Regions from separate parts of the Macaca mulatta genome. Here region 1 is linked to region 2. A link is a contact called in public Hi-C data. All regions are on one chromosome and are shown on one strand. The core of a region is the stretch at or near the end of the contact, and the rest is flanking DNA. Distances in the headings are between cores, read along the strand shown.

Region 1 (5,091 bases), core at 257-2,756, 93 kb before region 2:
GCGGATCACGAGGTCAGGAGATCGAGACCATCCTGGCTAACATGGTGAAACCCCGTCTCTACTTAAAAAAAAAAAATACAAAAAACTAGCTGGGCGAGGTGGCGGGTGCCTGTAGTCCCAGCTACTTGGGAGGCTGAGGCAGGAGAATGGCGTGAACCTGGGAGGCGGAGCTTGCAGTGAGTCGAGATCCGGCCACTGCACTCCAGCCTGGGCGACAGAGTGAGACTCCGTCTCAAAAAAAAAAAAAGGAAACCCGATCCCTGGAAAAGAGGGAGAAAGAGCTGCCAGTTGCAGATTAAAATATGACAGGTGTTAAATGAGGCTCTGAAGGGAATTTGCCCAAAGAGAGCAAAGGCTTGAGGGGTATGGTTGGGTAGCCATGGATGCAGGGGGTACGTACATGGGGATCCGTGTGGGCAGAACCCAGGGCATGAAGATCCAAAAGGGCCTGATTCAGTTTTTTCTCCAGGGCCATGGCGGCTTTCATGGCATCCGGGGTTTTACCCCACTCATCTTCAGCTGGCTTCTATACAGAAGGGAGAAACGGCTTCAGAATACACACACTCGGCACATGGAACTAAACCTACATTTCCCAAGAATTGGTGGGGGTCAGAGGCCCAGGCCACAAAGACATGTGACAGCTTGTATTTATCACTCTCCGCACCCCGTCCTAGCTCTTACAGCTACACGTCCTTAAGTCTACGCAGCAGTGTGGACTGCCGCGTCCTGGGGGCACTGCACGACGTGCGCCTCTATTTCCAGCCGTAAAAGGGCTCACAAGACCGAACTCAATCTCCCCGAAGCCCACGCGACATCTAAGCCCTCAAATCAAGGCTCCTCGCGCGCACGGCCTGCTGGGAGATGTAGTCCGTTACCCTACCCACACACTAGTTACCTTGACGTCCTGAAAAAGAGCGCGGCCGCCACGCTGGTTTTGCATCTTCAGGAGACGCTCGTAGCCCTCGCGCTTCTCCTCGGCCAATTCGCGGAAGAAGTGGCTCACGCCTTCCAGAGCCACATCATCGCGGTCGAAATAGAAGCCCTAAGGAAAGAGATGGAGGGAACAACGCTTAGCGGGAGGCGAGGCCAAGGGGGACTCCGCCCTCTGTTTACTCGACCGGACAAAGAAGGCCGGCGCCTGCGCTGAGGGCCGAACGTGCGCAGCTGGGGGAAATTAGGGCCAGGGGCGTCCTGGGGACTCACCAGAGAGAGGTAGGTGTAGGAGGCCTGCAGGTACATATTGACCAGGCTGTTGACGGCTGCCTCCACGTCGGTGGAATAATTCTGACGAATCTGGGAGCTCATGGTTGGTCGGCAAGACGGAGCTAACCACAAAAACGGTGCTGGCAGGTCCCAGAAGCAGGAGATGGCCGAGAAGATGGTCCCGGAGGTTGCAAGTGGAGAGGAAATCGGAGGGCGCTCGGAGGCTGGAAGAAAGAGTCCCCGGATCTGTTCCGTCCAAACACTGTTGAAGCAAGAGACAGACCCGCGGGACCGCCGAACTGCGAGGGGACGTGGCTAGGGCGGCTTCTTTTATAGTGCGCTGGCCCTCGGAGGCGGGGCGCTCGGAGCGGGCTATCGGCCAATCTGCGGTGGCAGGAGGCGGGGCCGAAGGCCGTGCCTGACCAATCCGGAGCACACAGGAGTCTCAGCCCCCGCCCCAAAGCAGGGGGAAGTCACGCGCCTGCAGCGCGAGTGTGTTGTGAAATGGGGGCTTGCGGGGGTTGGGGCCCTGGGGCCGATTCGAGGAATGGAGGGTTTCGTGGGCGGGGGGGTGGGGGCTGGGGTTCCTCTGGGAGGCTATAGTTTTATGGGAGCATTGAGAGTCCTGTGAACTGATGACCCTGGGGTCCTGGGGGTGCCTCGGGAAAGTAAGTCAGATTGTGGGGTTTCGGAGGGCATGGATTTTTCTGGAACCTTGAGTGGGGGAGGGGCAACTCAGAGGTGCGGGGAGGACCTGTAGTTGCCTGAGGTTTGTGCTGCGAGATAAGGAGTCTCCGGATCCTTGGGAAGCTTGGAAGGCAGTGAGGTGGTATTTCTGGACCCCTGGGGATCTCTGGGAGACAGAGGGGTGCGAGGACTGGAGTCCTGGGCTTTACAGAGGTGGGAGTTCACGATGCAAACTCTATATTTTGGAGCCCTCCCCGGGGAGATCTTTAGGTCCTTGAGGTGCTCTGCAAGTTGGAAAGGGCAGTTGTTCTGGAGCCGTGGGGTTCCCCAGTGCGGGAAGCCCAGGAGGAGCATTGTATGAGGTAGGGTGACTTCTGGAACCCTGGACAGCCCTCGGAAACCCTCCAAAGACTGGCTGGGACTTTGGGGATACCTTGGAGCTCTTTTAAGGGCCCAGTCGTTTTCTGGGAGTGGAAATGGGGAGGAATGAAATGTCTGTTTCGAGCTTTGCGGTGTCTCTGGGACTGCGTGTCCTGGGGGCTGTTTTGGAGGCAACTCACAGACTCCGAGAATTCTCCTTGGCCCTGAAAACAGTGTCTCCGCAGTTGCCGTCGTGTCTTGCCTGACGTGTGCTCTTTCAGGCCCACAAAGAGAAGCCCTGCGTTGTGGACACACAGTCTGGGGACCTATGGACGAGACGTCTGTCTACAACTAATGCGTATTTTTTTTTTTTTTTTTTTTGAGACAGAGTCTGGCTCTGTTGCCCAGGCTGGAGTGCAGTGGCCGGATCTCAGCTCACTGCAAGCCCCGCCTTCCAGGTTCACGCCATTCTCCTGTCTCAGCCTCCCGAGTAGCTGGGACTACAGGCGCCCGCCACCTCGCCCGGCTAATTTTTTTTTGTATTTTAGTAGAGACGGGGTTTCACCGTGTTTGCCAGGATGGTCTCGATCTCCTGACCTCGTGATCCGCCCGTCTCGGCCTCCCAAAGTGCTGGGATTACAGGCTTGAGCCACCGCGCCCGGCCTCTCTAATGCGTATTTTTTAAGCGGACCTGGTCCATGTTGATTTCTGGGAGACGGAGTCGGCGCAAACCTTGACCCTGCTTAAGTGCCCCGATGGAGGTAGCCCGTGCGCTGGGCAGGGAGCTGAAGCCACTGGGGCGTGGGGTGTGAGGTCAGGCCCTGCCCTACAGAGGAGCCGCTCCGAGCAGCCCAGGCAGGGCAGCCCCTGACCGAGGGGATCTGCAGATGCCTCGCCAGGCCGGTATCTGGGGTCCTTGTTGCAGGCAGCGACTGCTGAGTCATGCTGAGCTCAGCGCGGGAAGAGGCCCCCCGCGGGGACGGATGTGGGTGGGGCCACTCACTGACCTCATCCCCTTGGCACTCCCCGACTTTTTTGGTGGGACCCTCAGAACTAGACCTGGCTCAGACCCAAATCGGGCCCCTTCCCCCCAGGTCCCCCCTTGTTGGAAGCCGGCTGTGTGCTTTGTCTCCGTGTCGTTTTGGTTCCCATGTTTTTTTCTTTTTTTCCTGGGATCCTGCCCGTGGCCATATTGTCCCCTCACTCTGGGTGGTGGCTCAGTGTACACTCATTGATCCTATTTCCTCTCTCCCCTGACTTGGGGTCTTTGGGAAGAGTCCATGGAGGAGGGACAGCCGCCCAAAGCACCCGGTTGACTGTGGGACCTGAGTTACTCATTTACCAAATGTCATACCTCAGCCCAGAGACCTTTAGTCCCGAGAGGGGCCTTGGGGCCCATAGGTGGAGGTAGAGGAGGGGCTGAGAGAGACAGGATCTGAAGACCATAGAGAACGTGGGGTGGGGACACAGAGGCCCAGAGAAAAAGCGACTCAGACAAAACCCTGAGAGAGAGGGGGACAGAGAGAGAGGGGGACAGAAACCTAGAGAGAGGGGGACAGAGAGCCAGAGAGAGAGGGGGACAGAGAGCCAGAGAGAGAGGGGGACAGAGAGCCAGAGAGGGGGACAGAGACCCAGAAAGAGGGAGACAGAGACCCTGAGAGAGAGGGGGACAGAAACCCAGAGAGAGGAGGACAGGGGTGGGAGGGGAACAGAGGCAGGGAGGTACAGAGACCCGGGGGTTGGGGGGACAGAGGCCCAGAGGGACCCCGGGGGGAGTAGAAATCCAGAGCAGGGGTACAGATCCAGAGAGAAGGGGGGGCAGACAGAGATCCAGAGAGAGGTGGGGCCAGAGACCCAGAGAGAGGGGAAACAGGGACTCAGAGAGAAGGGGACAGGGACTAGGTGGAAAAACAGAGACCCAGAGAGAGGGTGGGACAGGGATGAGGGGGGACAGAGACAGGGCGGGGGAGAAGAGACCCAGAGAGAGGGGAGGTACAGAGACCCAAGAGAGGGGGACAGAGACCCAGAGAGAGGAGGACAGAGACCCAGAGAGGGAGGGGGACAGAGACTCAGGGTGGGGGGACAGAGACACAGAGAGAGATGGGGGGCCAGAGATTCAGAGGGGGGCCAGAGACCCAGAGAGAGGAGGCCAGAGGTCTGGGGATGGGGGGTGGAAAGAGCCCAGAGAAAGAGGGCCAAAGGTGGGGTGGGAACAGAGACTTGGAAAGCAAAGACCCAGAGAGAGAAGTGGGGACAGAGACCCAGAGATGGGAGGGGGTAAAGACCCAGAGGGGAATGACAGAGCCAGAGAGAGGGGGCGCCGGAGACTCTGACTGAGAACCCACATCCTCTAACCCCCTTGTCTTCGCTCGGCCCTTGTCTGAGGTCACTGGGCCTCTGAGTTCGGCACCTTCTTCCGGGAGTTCCTCTCCAGGGGGGCCCCACCCAGCCGTGGGGCCAGACCAGGTTCCTCCGCCTCTGCCCTGCCCTCCAGCCTCTCTGTCCTCAGCCCAGCTCAGGAGGCCTCTCCCATGGGCTCTCTTGCCCTGGTGTCCTCAGCCTGCCACCTTCCAGTCACCCCAGGCTCCAGAGCCCTTCCTGCTTCCCTGGTCCTACCATCCCTCCTCCTCCCACCCCCATTCTCCAGCTCCATAAAGGTATGGCCTCCTGAGGTCCCATGTGTGACACTCCAGGCTCTGGTCCCAGGCTCTGGAGGCTTGCTGTGCAGCCAGCTGTGCTGTTCTTCCCCCTACCCACACGCCTGCTCAGGCCTCACAGGCCACTGCCTCTGTCCTGCACAGATCGTCCTGGGCTGCAACAGATGTGCCACCAGTCACCTTC
Region 2 (5,079 bases), core at 75-2,574:
TTCAGCAACTCCCTCTTCCTCAGCTTTCTCCTCCCCTAGGTTCTTATCAGAACCTTGCAGCGTCCTTATCAGAAGGCTGGGAGACAGGGGAGCAGGCTGGCCATCTGCAAATTGACTTCCCTGCCCTCTAGGGACGCTGGTTGCTTCTCGCTCACTATATATGTCATCATAATCATCCAAAAGTCCCCAGGCTTCAGGAAGGGAACTGCTGGTTTTCAGGCCCAGTGTTTCTCTGTTCTCTCCAGGGCCTGCACGGTCTTCAGCCTCCTCATCAAGGCATCTGCCGCAAGGGATATGGGGGGTTGCCAGAGGAGTCCTGGCTTCTCCCTCCAGGCCAGCTTCTACCAGAGCTACTCCTTTTACTGCCTCCACAAGCCAGGGCTCTGGAGGTCCCAGGCCCCTCAGGCGGCTCCAGGCCCGGCTGAGGAGGCCCATCACTGGGGACAGGAGGAAGAAAGGGTGGGCATCCCTCCATGGGGTAGCCTGATGGGGTGCTTGGCCTGGGGCCATGTGTCTGGGCTGGAAAAGGGGGAGGAAAAAAATAAAGTTTAGGGGCCATTTAGGGGATGGCATCCGGGCATGACTATGAGTCATAGCAACAGAAATAGTAACACAACTATTGTCAACAGCAACGCAAGAGTCCCAAATTCCTTTCTGATCTCAGCCACGCCCATCTCTGCCTCTTGGCTCTGTTCTCTCTCATCTCTCAATAGCCAGGAGTCTGAGCCCCTAGTTCTTCCTTAGATCCAAGGGTCCAAGCCCCCAGCCCCCTCTTTCTTCAGACGCAGAAGTCCCAGTCCCAAGAACCAAGAACAAAAGTCTTTTGCTTGCTTCCCTTGGCGACAAAGTCATAGTCCCTCCCTAGCTCTCTCATCCTGCTGAAGATCAAACCCTCACACCCTCCTCCCTTGCAGACTCAAACATTCTGACCCGACCCCCCACTTGCTAGATGATTCCTTCACGGGGACCCAAGAATCTGGCTTCCAGATCCCTCCTCCCTCAGGCTCCGGACTCCAGGGTCCCAATCTCTTCTTCCTAAATCCAGGTCTCCAGCCCCGTGGGGACCCAGGCGTTCCGACCCCTTACTCACCGGTGGGGGGCTGCGCGTCACCCCGGGGGCAGGAGCGCCGGCTCGGTCTGCCAGAAGCGATCACAGGTCCTGACGATTAGGAAGGCCAGCGCGTTCATCTCACCCTCAGGCGTCGGGCTCCAGGGAACTCAGAGTATCTCCGGCTGCCTCAAGCGCAGTGGCGACAAGCGGGCGCGGGGTCCTGCGGCGTCTTGCATACGATCAACAACTTGGACAGGAACCAACACGATGAGCGCAAGCGTAGGCCACGACGCGTTTATATTCTACAGCGCCTGGCGTGCTGACGTCACGGGGAGAGGCGGGGTTTCGAGACCACAGCCCGAAGGGTGGGAAGTGAAAGACTGGACTTCTCGCGGAGATTCCAGCCTTTGTAACGTCTCGGCGGAGTTTCCGAGCGTGACCACGCCCCCCCAACCAGCAAACTGTCAATCAAATGCGTGGTCCTGCTTCAGCAGCGAGCCGGTTCTCTCTTAGCTGAGGGCCAATGCCTTCCCACCCAAATTTATTTATTTGTGTATTTATGTATTTATTTACTTATTTATTTATTTAGGTTCGTTAGTTATTTTGAGGCGAGTTTTGCTCTTGTTGCTCAGGCTGGAATGCAATGACGCTATCTCGGCTCACCGCAACTTCCGCCTCCGGGGTTCAATCTCCTGCCTCAGCATCCCGAGTAGCTGGGATTACAGGCAGGTGCCACCACGCACGGCTAATTTTGTATTTTTTGAGCAGAGATGTAGCTTCTCCATGTTGGTCAGGCTGGTCTGGAACTCCTGACCTCAGGGGATCTGCCCGCCTTGGCCTCCCAAAGTGCTGGGATTACAGGCGTGAGTCACCGCGTCCGACCTATTTATTTATTTATTTATTATTTATTTATGTATTTTTCTGAGACGGGATTTCACCATGTTTGCCAGGCTGGTCTCGAACTCCTTACCTCAGGTGTTCTGCCTGCCTCGGCCTCCCAAAGTGCTGGGATTACAGGCGTGAGTTACCGCCCCAGGCCTATGTATTTATTTATTTTATTATTATTATTATTTTGAGACGGAGTCTCGCTCTGTCACCCAGGCTGGAGTGCAGTGGCCCGATCTTGGCTCACTACAAGCTCTGCCTCCCGGGTTCATGGCATTCTCCTGCCTCAGCCTCCCGAGTAGCTGGGACTACAGGCCCCTGCTACCATGCCTGGCTAACTTTTTGTATTTTTAGTAGAAGCAGGTTTTCACCGTGTTAGCCAGGATGGTCTCAATCTCCTGACCTTGTGATCCGCCCGCCTCGGCCTCCCAAAGTGCTGGGATTACAGGCGTGAGCCACCTCGCCCGGCCTGTTATTTATTTATTTTTTTGAGACAGAGTCTCGCCCTGTCACTGAGGCTGGAATGCAATGGTGCGATCGGCTCACTGCAGCCTCCATCTCCTGGGTTCAAGCAATTCTCCCGCCTCAGCCTCTGAGTAGCTGGGATTACAGGCATGCACTACCACACCTGGCTAATTTTTTGTATACAGACAGGGTTTCGCCATGTTGCCCAGGCTGGTCTTGAACTCCTGAGCTCAGGCAATCTACCCACCTTGGCCTCCCAAAGTGTTGGGATTATAGGCGTGAGCCACTGCACCCGACCTATTTATTTATTTTTTGAGACAGAGTCTCACTTTGTTGCCCAGGCTGGAGTTCAGTGGCGCCATCTCGGCTCACTGCAGCCTCCACCTCCCGGGTTCCAGTGATTCTCCTGCCTCAGCCTCTGGAATAGCTGGGATTACAGGAGTGTGCCGCAATGCCCAGGTAATTTTTGTATTTTTAGTAGAGACAGTGTTTTGCCACGTTGACCAGGCTGGTCTTGAGCTCCTGACCTCAGGTGATCTGCCCGCCTTGGCTTCCCAAAGTGCTGGAATTACAAGCATGATCCACTGTACCTGGTCTCCTACCCCAATTTAGCCCAAAGGCCCAGCCTACAGCCCCCCATTTTCTTTCTTTCTTTCTTTCTTTCTTTCTTTCTTTCTTTCTTTCTTTCTTTCTTTCTTTCTTTCTTTCTCTTTCTTTCTTTCTTTTCTTTCTTTCTTTCTTTCTTTCTTTCTTTCCTTCCTTTCTTTCTTTTCTTTTTCTTTCTTTCTTTCTTTCTTTTTCTTTCTTTCTTTTTCTTTCTGTCTCTCTCTCTTTCTTTCCCCCCTCCTTCCCTCCTTCCTTCCTTCCTTTCTCTCTTTCTCTCTCTCTTTCTTTCTCTCTCTCTCTGTCTCTCTCTCTCTCTTTCTTTTTTTCGAGACGGTGTCTGGCTCTGTCACCCAGGCTGGAGTGCAATGGTGTGATCTTGGCTCATTGCAACCTCCACCTCCCAGGTTCAAGCAATTCTCCTGCCTCAGCCTCCCGAGTAGTTGGGAGTACAAGAGCTCGCCACCATGCACAGCTAGAGTCTCCTATTTTCACAAGCAGTTGGTTTCCTCCCTGAGTGTGAGGGTGTCATTGTTCCCATTTCACAAATGGGGAAACAGGCTTGAAAATGAAACCACTTGACTAAGATAGTCACAGCAGAGTCCAGATTCCTTGCAAATGAGAATGAAGATGTAAGCACTATGAGATCAGGCACTTTGCTAGGCTCAGTGCTTTTAAAAAAATAATAATTAATTTAGGCCAGGTGCGGTGGCTCACGCCTGTAATCCCAGCACTTTGGGAAGCTGAGGCGGGCAGATCACGAGGTCGAGATTGAGATCATCCTGGCCAGCATGGTGAAACCCTGTCTCTACTAAAAATAGAAAAATTAGGCCGGACGCAGTGGCTCATGCCTGTAATCCCAGCACTTTGGGAGGCTGAGGCAGGCGGATCACAGGGTCAGGAGATCGAGACCATCTTGGCTAACCCGGTGAAACTCTGTCTCTACCGAAAATGCAAAAAAAAAAAATTAGCCGGGCGTGGTGGCGGGCGCCTGTAGTCCCAGCTACTTGGGAGGCTGAGGCAGGAGAATGGTGTGAACCTGGGAGTTGGAGCTTGCAGTGAGCCGACATCTTTCCACTGCACTCCAGCCTGGGCAACAGAGCAAGACTCCGTCTCAAAAGGAAAAAAAAATGAGTTGGGCGTGGTCACACGTGCCTGTAGTCCCAGCTACTCAGGAGGCTGAGGCAGGAGAATCACTTGAACCCAGGTGGCGGAGGTTGTAGTGAGCCGAGATCGCGCCACTGCACTCCAGCCTGGCAACAGAGCTAGACTCTGTCTCAAAAAAAAAAAAAATATTCACTTTCTAAATAGAGACAGGGTCTCACTATGATGCCCAGGCTGGTCTTGAGCTCCTGGTCTCAAGTGATCCTCCTGCCTTGGTCTCCCAAAGTGCTGGGATTACAGGCATGAGCCATTGAGCCCGGCCAGGGTTCACTGCTTTCTTCTCAGTGACTGCAACAGACAGTGCCTGCACATAGTAGGTGCTCAACAGATGCATGGTGAATGGTGGTTAAACCAAAAGCTTGGATTCCTTCCTGGTCACAGGCAAAAGGCTCCACTCCTGGGTTTCATCTGCTTCAAGCTTAGGCAATAGCTCTGCCTCCACAAACCACAAGTCTGCCTGGGTGGCACTCTTCATGCGAGTGGGGGCGCTTCTGCTACAAGTTCCAGGCCCGGGGTGACAGTTCCAGCCCCCAGCTCTCCTCCCCTACCTATGGATGCATAATCTTGTTCCTCAAAATATACCAAGGAACCATGTCTCTCTCCTGAGGGAGTTGTCCTCAAGTCTAGAAGAGAATTCTCACCTGGATCTGAGGTGGAGGTTTGGAATTCTCCATTTCACCCTGCCCTACTGGGACCATCCCCTTTTCTCCCTAGGGGACCTGGACAGACTATCCCTGGCCCCTTCCAATCACAGTCATGTTTCCAGACTCCCAGCTCATTCACGACTCAGGAGTCCTGACTCCTAGCTCAGACCTTCTGGGGCACCCAGGTGTCTCGATCCCTAACCCATTCCCTGCAGGGCTTTGGAAGTCTGAGTCCCCACCCCTTGCAACACACAAACCTCCTCCGTG

The links. Hi-C and Micro-C count contacts between places; a contact is called where the count stands out from the background.
Region 1: a Hi-C map of blood shows a contact between it and region 2, with 4 times the contacts expected there. The contact joins the promoter of FTL here to the promoter of PPP1R15A in region 2. A contact is called at or near these places in 4 of 14 Hi-C or Micro-C datasets (CD4 T cells, blood, fibroblasts and 1 more).

The regions. Positions count from the first base shown.
Region 1 is chr19:61,419,208-61,424,298 of T2T-MMU8v2.0, reverse strand. FTL (ferritin light chain) reads right to left here and starts at 1,506. Exons shown (of 4, transcript NM_001261207.1): 1 at 1,204-1,506; 2 at 896-1,042; 3 at 401-526. The coding sequence starts at 1,305.
Region 2 is chr19:61,326,486-61,331,564 of T2T-MMU8v2.0, reverse strand. It overlaps PPP1R15A (protein phosphatase 1 regulatory subunit 15A), which reads right to left and starts at 1,324. Exons shown (of 4, transcript XM_077980596.1): 1 at 1,091-1,324; 2 at 1-519. The coding sequence starts at 510.